Linked DNA regions of Zea mays: region 2 is linked to region 1. The links are chromatin contacts, called in public Hi-C maps. All regions are on one chromosome and are shown on one strand. The core of a region is the stretch at or near the end of the contact, and the rest is flanking DNA. Distances in the headings are between cores, read along the strand shown. Region 1 holds the start of LOC100272488. Region 2 holds the start of LOC100501252 (Protein EXECUTER 2 chloroplastic).

Region 1 (5,076 bases), core at 1,170-3,669:
TATACTGTAGAAGGAGACACCACGCCAGTGCTCGCTGTTCAGCTACAGCTCAGCCGATGGAGACTGTAGTTTGGTTTCCCTTGCGCACAAGGGGCATGGCACAGGATGGTACCTATTTTCTGACTGTAGTTTGGTTTCCCGTTTGGTAGGTGGATCGAGGAATCGTGGCGTAGCACAGGAATAATCAGGCGAGTGCGGGTATTGTTTATTATCCGACCGAATGGTCCCTATTTTCTATTGCGCCCACGAGTTCCTCCTCTCGGGCATCCGGCACGTGCGCCTAAGCCAAATAATGACGTGACGTGTGACCCCCGAGCAAACCCGCGTGGCTGTCACCTGTCACCGGAGAGGAGGGCCCCACCACGTATTCATTCATTCACGTGAAGTGGAACGTGGGTGAATGGAGTGGACCTCGAGGGAGAGGGAATCTCAGTATGGTCTACTATTTCAGTGATGTGTGTGTGGTCTATACGCCCTCCGTCCAAAACAAATGTCGTTGTTCTCGCTTTGGCTCTCAAGAGAGTTGAGACTTCTCGCGTTGGCTCTCAAGAGAGTTGAGACTAGCTAAATAACTCGGCAAACCAAATTTTGGCTACTTAATAGTAAAATAACTCTCCAACAGATTAGCTATCTGATTGGCCAAACTATCTGGCTCTTCAAATTGACTCTATCACTAGCTAAATTTGGCTAGTCACTTGACCAGCCAAACTAGATAGATAGTCTATTGGAGTGAGATGCTACATATAGAGTGCAATCTTTATGAAAAGTTAAATAGATAATCAAATATAGAGCTAAAAATGAGGAGTCTCTTGAAGACGCTCTTAAACGTTTTCAGCTTTGAATTTATTATCAGATACTCTATCTTTTTTTATTTGTTGCGTTTTAGCTCAAAATAAATTAGTAAGCCACAAATATTTAAGAAACGGATGTAGTATATTATTAAATTTACTTTTATAATAATTTATCTAGATGTATTGCTGATATCGTTTTAAAATCTACATAAATTTAGAATAGTGATCACGCGGCCCTTTTTTTTGGACGGAGGGAAGCAGTGTTTTCTGCCTCGTAGAGGAAACGTGACTGAAAACGATGGTGATTGGTGGCTTATGCCTGATTGCCTGGCTCGATGCGCGGCCGGTCGCGGTGGGGTGTCTGGGGTGGGGTGGGGGCATATACTCACAAACAAAAACAGCGGACAGCTAATCAGATCGAATCGATTGGGTGTGGCAAATCGCTGATCCAGAGCTGATGCTTTTTGTCCTTTATTTGTAGTAATAACAGTAATCAAAACAGTAAAAGGCAGTCTCGTTCCCGCTCTTTTTGCACACTCGTTTTGACCCTTTGTCTGTTTTACACGTGCTAGGCCGCGAATGACTTGAAACAGGGGTACTGTAAATGTTTTATGCTAGGCGAGATGGATAATATTATTCTTATACTATGGCTTATCCGGCTCCAACTATAGGCAGGACTGCAGGAATATATGGCTCAGTTTCATTGCAAACATTATTGTCACAGGTTGGGAGTTGAAGATTTTGACGCTACTAGTTATTGGTTGTCTTTTAGAGGATTGGAGGGTTTTAAGGAGGGGAACTGATTGCGACATGAAGAGGATATTAACCGATTGTATGGATTTGATGTGAACAATTCGTTTTACAGTGCATTCATTGCTCTCCGACACTGTGTAATAACACGTCGTTAAGTTGGCTTCTGGACTTCTCAGTACTATCATTTACTTACTAGTACCTATTTCTAAAACTTGTGGCGAGGAAGGCCATGGATGCAGTGATTCGGAATCGGCCAGTTCGTTGCGCTTGCGCCCGATAGAGCAATGAATGTATGGTCCGAGGAGATCTGATGGGCTCGGAACCGCCGTGGGAAGTGGGGGGGGAGCGAGGAATCGAGGGCGAGAGGTTGCTGTTGCCTTTTTACCTGCTTGTTGCCGGGATTGGAGGACACCGCCGCCGACGCGGCGTCGGAGAGGAGGGAGGCGTGCGTGGTGGCGGCGGCGGGAGGGATGAGGGAGGAGAGCTTGAGGCAGAGGCCCTTCATGTGCAGCCTCCGGTTCTTCTCCACGTCCTTCCTCTCCAGCTTGCACCCCCCGCCGCTGCTGTGCGCGTTCCTCTCCCCCGCGGCGCAGGCGCCCGAGCTGCCCCCGCTGCTCTGCCTCCGGCTCTTCATCTCGATCGACCGACCGGTCTGCAGATCTCTCCTTGGCTGTTCTCGTCGGCTCGTCGCTGCTCCTGCCGGGCGTGAAGCAACAGCACTGCTGTGCTTTGCTTGCTGCCTTGGGTTGGGAGGGACAAGTTGCAACTTGCAACAGCACCCACTGGCCACGGCACGGAGGGGGGAGAAGGCAAGGAGGCCAAGACAAGACGAGAGAGATAGAGATAGAGGCCGGGGGAGATGGCTCCGTGGCACTGCTGTGCTTTGCTTGCTGCCTTGGGTTGGGGCTGCTGGCTGCTCATTTATACAGGGAGTGGGTATGGGTGAGACTGAGAGAGCCTTATCACTCGCCGATGGGCCCGGGAGTGATAGGACGGAGGAAGGAGACGAAGGGAGACGGCCCTCCCGAGACGATCCACGCCGTCCACCGGTGCACGGACGGGCAGAAGGGAGCGCCCCGAGGCGGTCAACTCCGCCTAATCCCAGGGTCCGCGTCCCCGGGTGCGCGTTTTTTGTGTGGGGCCCGCGGATTTGCTTCTTGTAGCACTACTGTTGTTGCAACTGCTCCGCACGTTTGTGGCGCCGCGACGTGTGCGCGTGTTGCTTTCCGCCACGTACTGTACTGTACGTGGGTGCGTGCCTGTTTATTTTTTTTTTCACCTATGTCTGAATTTTAATATGGTTTCGGTCAACACTTTTAGCTACTATATTATTATTTTTACAATGTGCTCTCTCCATACCAAAATATAATTTGTTTTAGACTAATGACATATTCATCAAGTAACATATGAATGTGGACGGAAAAGAATAAGTTAGAAAGAACTATATTTTAGAACATACTATGTATTATTTATCTTTATATCATGGTATGTTATTTTTTTATCTTTTATTAGTTATCATTGTTCTAACATAAATTAGTTTTTGCTATGGTTTATAGGGTTTTATTCTTAAAACTAAAAGTATAATAAAACTATAATTTTAGAATGAACATATGTCATAATCATCGTATAAACAAAAACTAAATTGTAGAATTTTTAGCAATACCTTTTTGAGTGAGAGTCTCGTCGTCGCGTTCTCACTGTGCGGCCGGAGAGCAGGGGAATTAGAACATTCATGGTTGAGAGCGAGAGCGAGCAGGAGCCGCGGTTTCGGAATTCGGACAAAGACCGGAGGCCTCGGCGGTCTACGCGCACAGGCTGACAACACTGCAGAAGTATTGATTGTCAACTGTGCATGGTACAGTGCTGGATTGTCATTAGCAGCAGCTTAGCACCTCGCTTACCCAAGCTCTTGATAATATATACGTATCATGTGTTAACAAACTTGCTAACATAAAGTCAACAGATAAGATCACTGATAAGATCACTGTTTCCAAACATTTGTTTTCTTTTTGCATTCGGATGTCTAGTCTCACTCATTGGTTAGGTGGAACAGAGGTACATCTTTTTTTGATACGCGTCAAAATGCCTCCTTATCTTAAACGCAACGCCCATTCCCATGCGTATCGAGTTTTTTTGGCACTTGTTTTCTTCTCCCTATTTATTACAGTACTTGATCGTATTCATTCCTACTGGTAGAAATTAGGATGTTCATTTTTCAACCTCGCTCGTGCGTGTCCGCAATCAATCACGCTTATTAGCACCAGTGCGGATTTGAGCACTCATCCTACTATTACATATAACAATATATGATATATTTTAGATCCACTTCTCCCAGAGCATCTCCAAGAGACTCTTTATTTTTTACTCTCTATTTAACTATCTAATTATGTTTTCATAAAGATTACATTCTATATATAGCATCTCAGTCCAACAGACTATCTATCTAGTTTGACTAGTCATGTGGCTAGCTAAATTTAGCTAGTGAGAGAGCTAATTTAGAGAGTCAGATAGCTTGCGAGTCAGATAGCTACTCTGTCAACATATTTATTTTGCTATTGAGTAGCCAAAATTTGGTTTGACGAGTTATTTAGCTAGTCTTTTGAAGATGCTCTAAGCTCTAGACTTCGAAAAGCTTTAAAGAAATTCACTCTACTATTTTTAAGTTCTAAAGTTTTAATATAAGGCGATCTAAAGTTTAGAGCTAACTTTAAATCTACCTCTAAAATTTAGATAAAAATAAACATATCTATAATACATTCGTGCCAATTTGTAGTGCTCGCTGCTCGATCGAGCGAGTACTACTACTATTTGACATCACTTTTCTACTGAACTTTCTCGACTCTAGACTAGAATAACAATAGCTAACTAAAGTGGCCAGTTGACAAAGAGATGCAAAGTACTTTATATTAGCGGTAGTGGTATGGGATCCAAAATGACAGTGAAAACTCCACGTTTGCGGATATATTCTTGTGCGTGCGCTTTTATCCCTTTTGTACTTGGAATGTTGGCGATTTACATGTTCACGGTGCCGGTCTGATTTACGTTTTACATGTGTGGGTGTGGCATATATATATTATCCTCAGCATGTCCTTTCTTGTTTGTCTCAGTTCGGATCATGATTGCGCAGTGCAAAGTGCGTAGATGTGCTGGAGCAGCCTTTTATGATTCGCCGGGTTAATTAATTTTAATGAGTTGTAAACGAAAAAAAGAAAGGGTCAATTCCATGTATGTTACTAGCCACATAATACACATAAAAAATTCCATATATGTCACTCCATAACACATAAGGAATAAAAAAAAATTTGATGGCATACAAACAATTAGGGAGCTTTTGGTTTATAGTCACTAATTTTGAGGACTTTTTTTTATTTGATTTTAGTTTCTAAATTATTAAATACGTAAACTATAATATAGTTTTAGTTTCTGTATTTTATAATTTATAGACTAAAATAAAATAAAATATAGAGACTGTCCAAAAAATCATATATCGTACTCACCTACGTTCCGTAGCGCGTAGGTCGGTAGGTGCCCT
Region 2 (5,076 bases), core at 1,357-3,856, 350 kb after region 1:
CACGCTGAGTTCCTCAGACCATTTCTGACCTTCTGACCACGATGGCAGTCGACCGTTGCCCCCTATGGTGAAGTCGACCGTTGGCTATGATCTCACCGGACAGTCCGGTGCACACCGGACAGTCCGATGAATTTTAGCCGCGGAGCGCTGAGTTTTTCCCGAGAGCGGCTTGTTCGTCGGGCGCGCCAGCCTGGGCACCGGACACTGTCCGGTGCACCGCAGGCTGGTGCAAGTCTGATTCGCCCCATATTTATAGAAATGGTCCAAGGGTCCATTTTCCTTACAGATATATGTGGACTTTATGCACTTGAGAAAAAAATCAACTAGGCAAACTAGTTAGTCCATAAGTTTTGTGATGGTCGTCAAACACCAAAATCGATTATAGGAGATGGTTGAGGTCATTTCCCTTTCAGTCCTTGCAGTGTTCCAGAGGACATGTGGTGTGCCCAGACCCCTTCTAGACTAGAGCCTTCAGTGCTTTAGTGCCTGAGGGCCCTTTGCCCTGTTCAATATTTACAGGAGTGGACCTAGGTCCCCGCTAGAGGGGTCTAGAGCCCTTTGCAGTCGTTTATGTATATGTGGCACTCTCGGATCTCAGGAATTAGGTAAGGGCCACATGTTACTCACGGAGCCCTTCTGGCTAGTGAATGTTGTTTGTGAAAGGGTGCTTCTTTGATGGCCCAAGTGACGTTGGGTCCCTTTGGGGGTACCGCATGGTGGGAGCCTCAGCTAATTATACCTCTATTTTTTCAGAGGTGTTTTGTCACCTTAAACCACCTTATAAGTGGGGGTTATAGCCAGTCTTCCAACGTAGGCATTTGTTTGTAGCGTCTTGGGTACCATATCTAGGGACTCTGAAAACGTCTTATAATTTAAAATGAAATAAGTAGAATTTTATATGTAGCAACTTTTGGAAAATTGTGTGAGATTTTATTAGTTGTATTCTTACATTATTTATTTTCTTTAGTATTGACCATCTTTGGTAGACATGTTATTTGCTACAAAATTTCAACAATTTTCTCCCATATATTTTTTTTTACCAATTACAATACAGGCACAAACGTTGACATACATAACTTGAGCTCCTATAAATAGACATTTCCTTTGAAAGTTTTATAATTTAAGAAAGTATGTTTTCTACTCCTATAAATAAGCATTTCCTTTCAAAGTTTTATAATTCAAAACTGAAAAGTATGTTTCCTACTCTGATCAAATTATAGTTCCTTAGAAAGGTTTTTCATATTATTAAATCAGTTGGCGCTTGCTAAATGGTACATCGAGTTATCGACTATGATTTCAAACTATACTAAATAAAATGGACAGTAAGGTTTCATTCCACTTCAATAAAATACTAGTAGTTGCCTAGGCATCGGTATGATTTTATATTTCGTACTAGCTAGTTGACCGTGCTTTGCTACAGTTTTTATATATCATATAAACATGTATTGATATATTTATATTTACTCAAATATAATCATGCACTATTTTTTTATATAATTATTGTTTATTTCTAAACATTAAAGTACATGTGGTATGGTGTTAGTTGAGCAGGCGAGATCAGGTGCTGGGCAGACGCAGTAGTTGGCCGTGCGGGTGCTGGGTCCACATGACAGTAGCTGAGAGAGCGCTGCGTGGGCATAGGGCACGGCCCTCGAGGCGGGGCGGGTCTAAAGTGTCAGCACGGATGGTGAAGCCGTATTAGCACCAGGTGCCTACATTAGTTTCTTAATAGATTAAAAAGTATAGATATGAAGACATTGCTTAAATGAGATAGTTATTCAAACATGATTCAAACTTATAGATTAGTTGAGTGCAAATGACGAGATATGTGGTGTGAGGTCAAACAAGATAGATTTTTCTTTCTCGTTTTTTTTTCACGCTCGTGAGATTAGGGACAATGAGGGAGGAGGTATTGGACTATAGCTTACCAAATAGGATGTGCTTAGTGGGTTGACCTAAGATACGACCTATTTAATAGTGTCCCGCCCGGCCCGATTCAATTTAAAGTAAATATGTGCCGTGCCTGAGTCGCCTTCTCGATATGTAGTGTTCGATATGTAGTGTTGGTTCGATCTGGCAATGATTTTTATTTTAGAATTATTAGTATATATATTTATAGTATATATTCTTTATATAGTACAAATGAACAAATGGCGTAGTGATTAGGGGACAGTAGTTTGTTTCTTGCGATCTCATTCAACGAGAGAAACTCTAGCTCCTACGTTATAGTAGTAGTGACACTGGAGTTTGACCCTTTTTTTTATATAAGCTTGACCTTTTTTTTATATAAGCTTGACTTTTTTTCTTGGAAACGTGAAACCTACGACATGCTGTCCTGAGTTGATCAATACAATGGCGGATAAAGTGAAATGGCGGATAAAGTGAAGAAGAAAAAACTGCATCATTGTTGTTTCATGCCGTAGCTGCCAAGGAGGAATGATTCGTTATTATTTTTCCTTTCTATAAAGTTGAAGGGAAACAATTATACTACTTCTGAATATGATTTTTTTTCGATCTTTGAGATTAGCCGAAAGGAATGCTGAAGTGTACTGCAAGTCTGCACATAACAACAACACACCAACAACGCATGGTCCCACCCCGTCCCTCGCTCGGCACTTTCCAATCAGGCCGCCGTCCTCCTTATCTGAATCGCGTGCCTTCCAGGCTTCCAGCCCTCTGCCCGCTGTGCCCCACGCCCGGCCCCCCGATCCGACCCACCCAGCGCCATGTCCCCCGCGTGCGCCACGCCGGCGGCGGCGCGCCCGCTCAACACGGTTCCGACACGCCGCTCGCCGCCCTCTGCCGCGCGCCCGCCATCGGCCATCCCCGCCCGCCGCTCCGCCGGCTGCTGCTTCTGCGCCTCCTCCTCATCCTCGGCATCGTCGCCCTCCACCTGGGACTGGACCCGATGGAGCCGCCACTTCGACGAGGTCGACCAGGCCGAGAGCTACGCATCCCTCCTCCAGGTAATCGCCATTTCATCATCCTGTAACTTCTAATCGAAGCAATCTGATGATCGCTCTTTCCTCTCCGACCGCGCAGTTCCAGCTGGAGGAGGCGGTGGAGAACGAGGATTTCGCGGAGGCCGCCAAGCTCAAGAGGGATATCATAGCGGCCACAGGAAACGACGCCGTAGCCCACGTCATGGCCGAACTCAAGGTCCGGAACTGCTTTGTGCTGCCTCACATTCTGTTCCGTTTACCGATTTTCTAACTACAGCATTGTTTCATCTGGTTGCTCTTGTCCTTGTAAATTAGCGCAGAGTGCTATAGAGGAGCAGCGGTACCAGGACGCCTCGAGGTTGACAAGGCTTGCTGGGACCAGCTTGGTAATTACCAATACATCACTGATTACTTTTTTTTCCTGTACCTTTTGATTCTGTCATATGCATTCAGGGACAGAATTATTTGTCTTTTAAAGTCACACATTGCACATCCCATCCTAACTAACCAAACTATTCATGTGGCGAATCGCTAATCTTGTGCCAACATGGTAATGAACCTAATAAAAAAGACGACCCATGATAGATGATAGTGCCAAAACCATCCATTTTCATAAGGAAAAGCTCTGGCTTCCAACCATTTCCATTTCAGGTAGGTTGGTGGGTGGGATATGCTAAGGGCATTGATGATTCCATTGGGAGAATTGTACGAATAAGCCCTGGTGTTGGCAGATATGTGGCCAAAAGCTACAGCCCGAGGTGCGTCTCACTAAGTTTGTAACTTAATCTTAAAAGTCCACATCAGACAAGTGTCTATATATTGCACAGTTCCATCTTACCAAACACTTGTTTTTATGCAGGCAATTGGTCACTGCATCTTCAGGGACCCCATTGTTTGAAATTTTCCTTGTCAGAGAAGATGACAAGACATATACAATGAAGGTGCACTGATCAAAGTGATTTCATCTTTATCATAATATTTAAACAGTTAAGAAAAGTAGAAGGAAACCTCTGTTGTGCACAGATTTGATATTTGTACTTATGAAAAATTAGACAGGTAGTACACTTGCGACCAACAAAAGGAACTTTAGGTGCATCATCCATATCATCAGCAATAACAGAAAGCCCAGCAACGGTAGAGACACCAGAAAGTAGTGCTATATCTGATAGTATTACAGAGGAGGCAAATATAGATACTCCAGTAAAAGGAAATGGGGATGCTGAAGAGAAAGAGCAAGATGTTGGTAGCAGCAAGGATACTAGTGTTGATGGATTTAAAAGTCTTTTGAATTTTTTTAAGTCTCGAATTCCTGAATTCAAAGTTCAGGTGATAAATGTTGATGTGTCTGAGGAAACTGAATTGGCTGCAAATTCGTCCGAAGAATCAGTGCAAGACGATGTGAAGAGTACTCCAGAAGGCTCATTGGAAGAGCCAACCACTGAGGAACTTGAGCAGGAGGAGGATGTTCCAGAAGAAGATATGGATGAAGAAAGTAAAAGTACGAAAGTGAAGCTTTTTATCAGTGGTGTGGTTCACAATAAAGAAGATGCTGGAACAAAATCATACGTTCGTGTTCCAGCTGAAATAAATAACATGGAAAAAGACTCCTTTGACCTGTACATTCCTGGAAATGGTTCTGGTCATGATCTGCCTGAAACGAAGGCTGCAAAACAGAAAGTTGCAGATATGGCTGCTAAATTAGCCTCAGAGCTTATGCCGTCTGATGTTGCCAAGGCATTATGGGGTACAACCAAGAGTTCTTCAAAGGTAGGAATGACATGGATTTAGCTATACATGCCTGCAACTTCGAAAAATTTATTAATTATGATTTATACTCATGTGCATCAATGCTTGTTCACAGTTGGGTGAAATCTTATAATCTAATTACAGAAGTCCTGAAATTTTGTAAGGCATTAAAGGCACCAAGATCCTAAAGATGTTTGTTTAGGAACTTTTCAAGTCTTATGTGATGTACAGTTATATCAGTAGTCTTGCATACCTTCCAGAATAAGCAAACATGATTGTTTTGCTCTATACAAAAAGGTCAAGAAACTGGGTGGCCTGAACTGGCTGGACGATTTTCGAACAACTTGATGGTTTCTGGATTTGTAACCTTAATTACTATTAGCACCGA

What was found. Hi-C and Micro-C count contacts between places; a contact is called where the count stands out from the background.
Region 2: a Hi-C map of ear shows a contact between it and region 1, with 2.4 times the contacts expected there. The contact joins the promoter of LOC100501252 here to the promoter of LOC100272488 in region 1. A contact is called at or near these places in 2 of 25 Hi-C or Micro-C datasets (ear and leaf mesophyll).

Annotation. Positions count from the first base shown.
Region 1 is chr3:29,733,719-29,738,794 of Zm-B73-REFERENCE-NAM-5.0, forward strand. LOC100272488 reads right to left here and starts at 2,420. Exons shown (of 2, transcript NM_001146957.1): 1 at 1,930-2,420. The coding sequence starts at 2,178.
Region 2 is chr3:30,080,076-30,085,151 of Zm-B73-REFERENCE-NAM-5.0, forward strand. It overlaps LOC100501252 (Protein EXECUTER 2 chloroplastic), which reads left to right and starts at 2,607. Exons shown (of 11, transcript NM_001196022.1): 1 at 2,607-2,966; 2 at 3,043-3,159; 3 at 3,263-3,328; 4 at 3,594-3,700; 5 at 3,802-3,883; 6 at 3,999-4,709. The coding sequence starts at 2,727.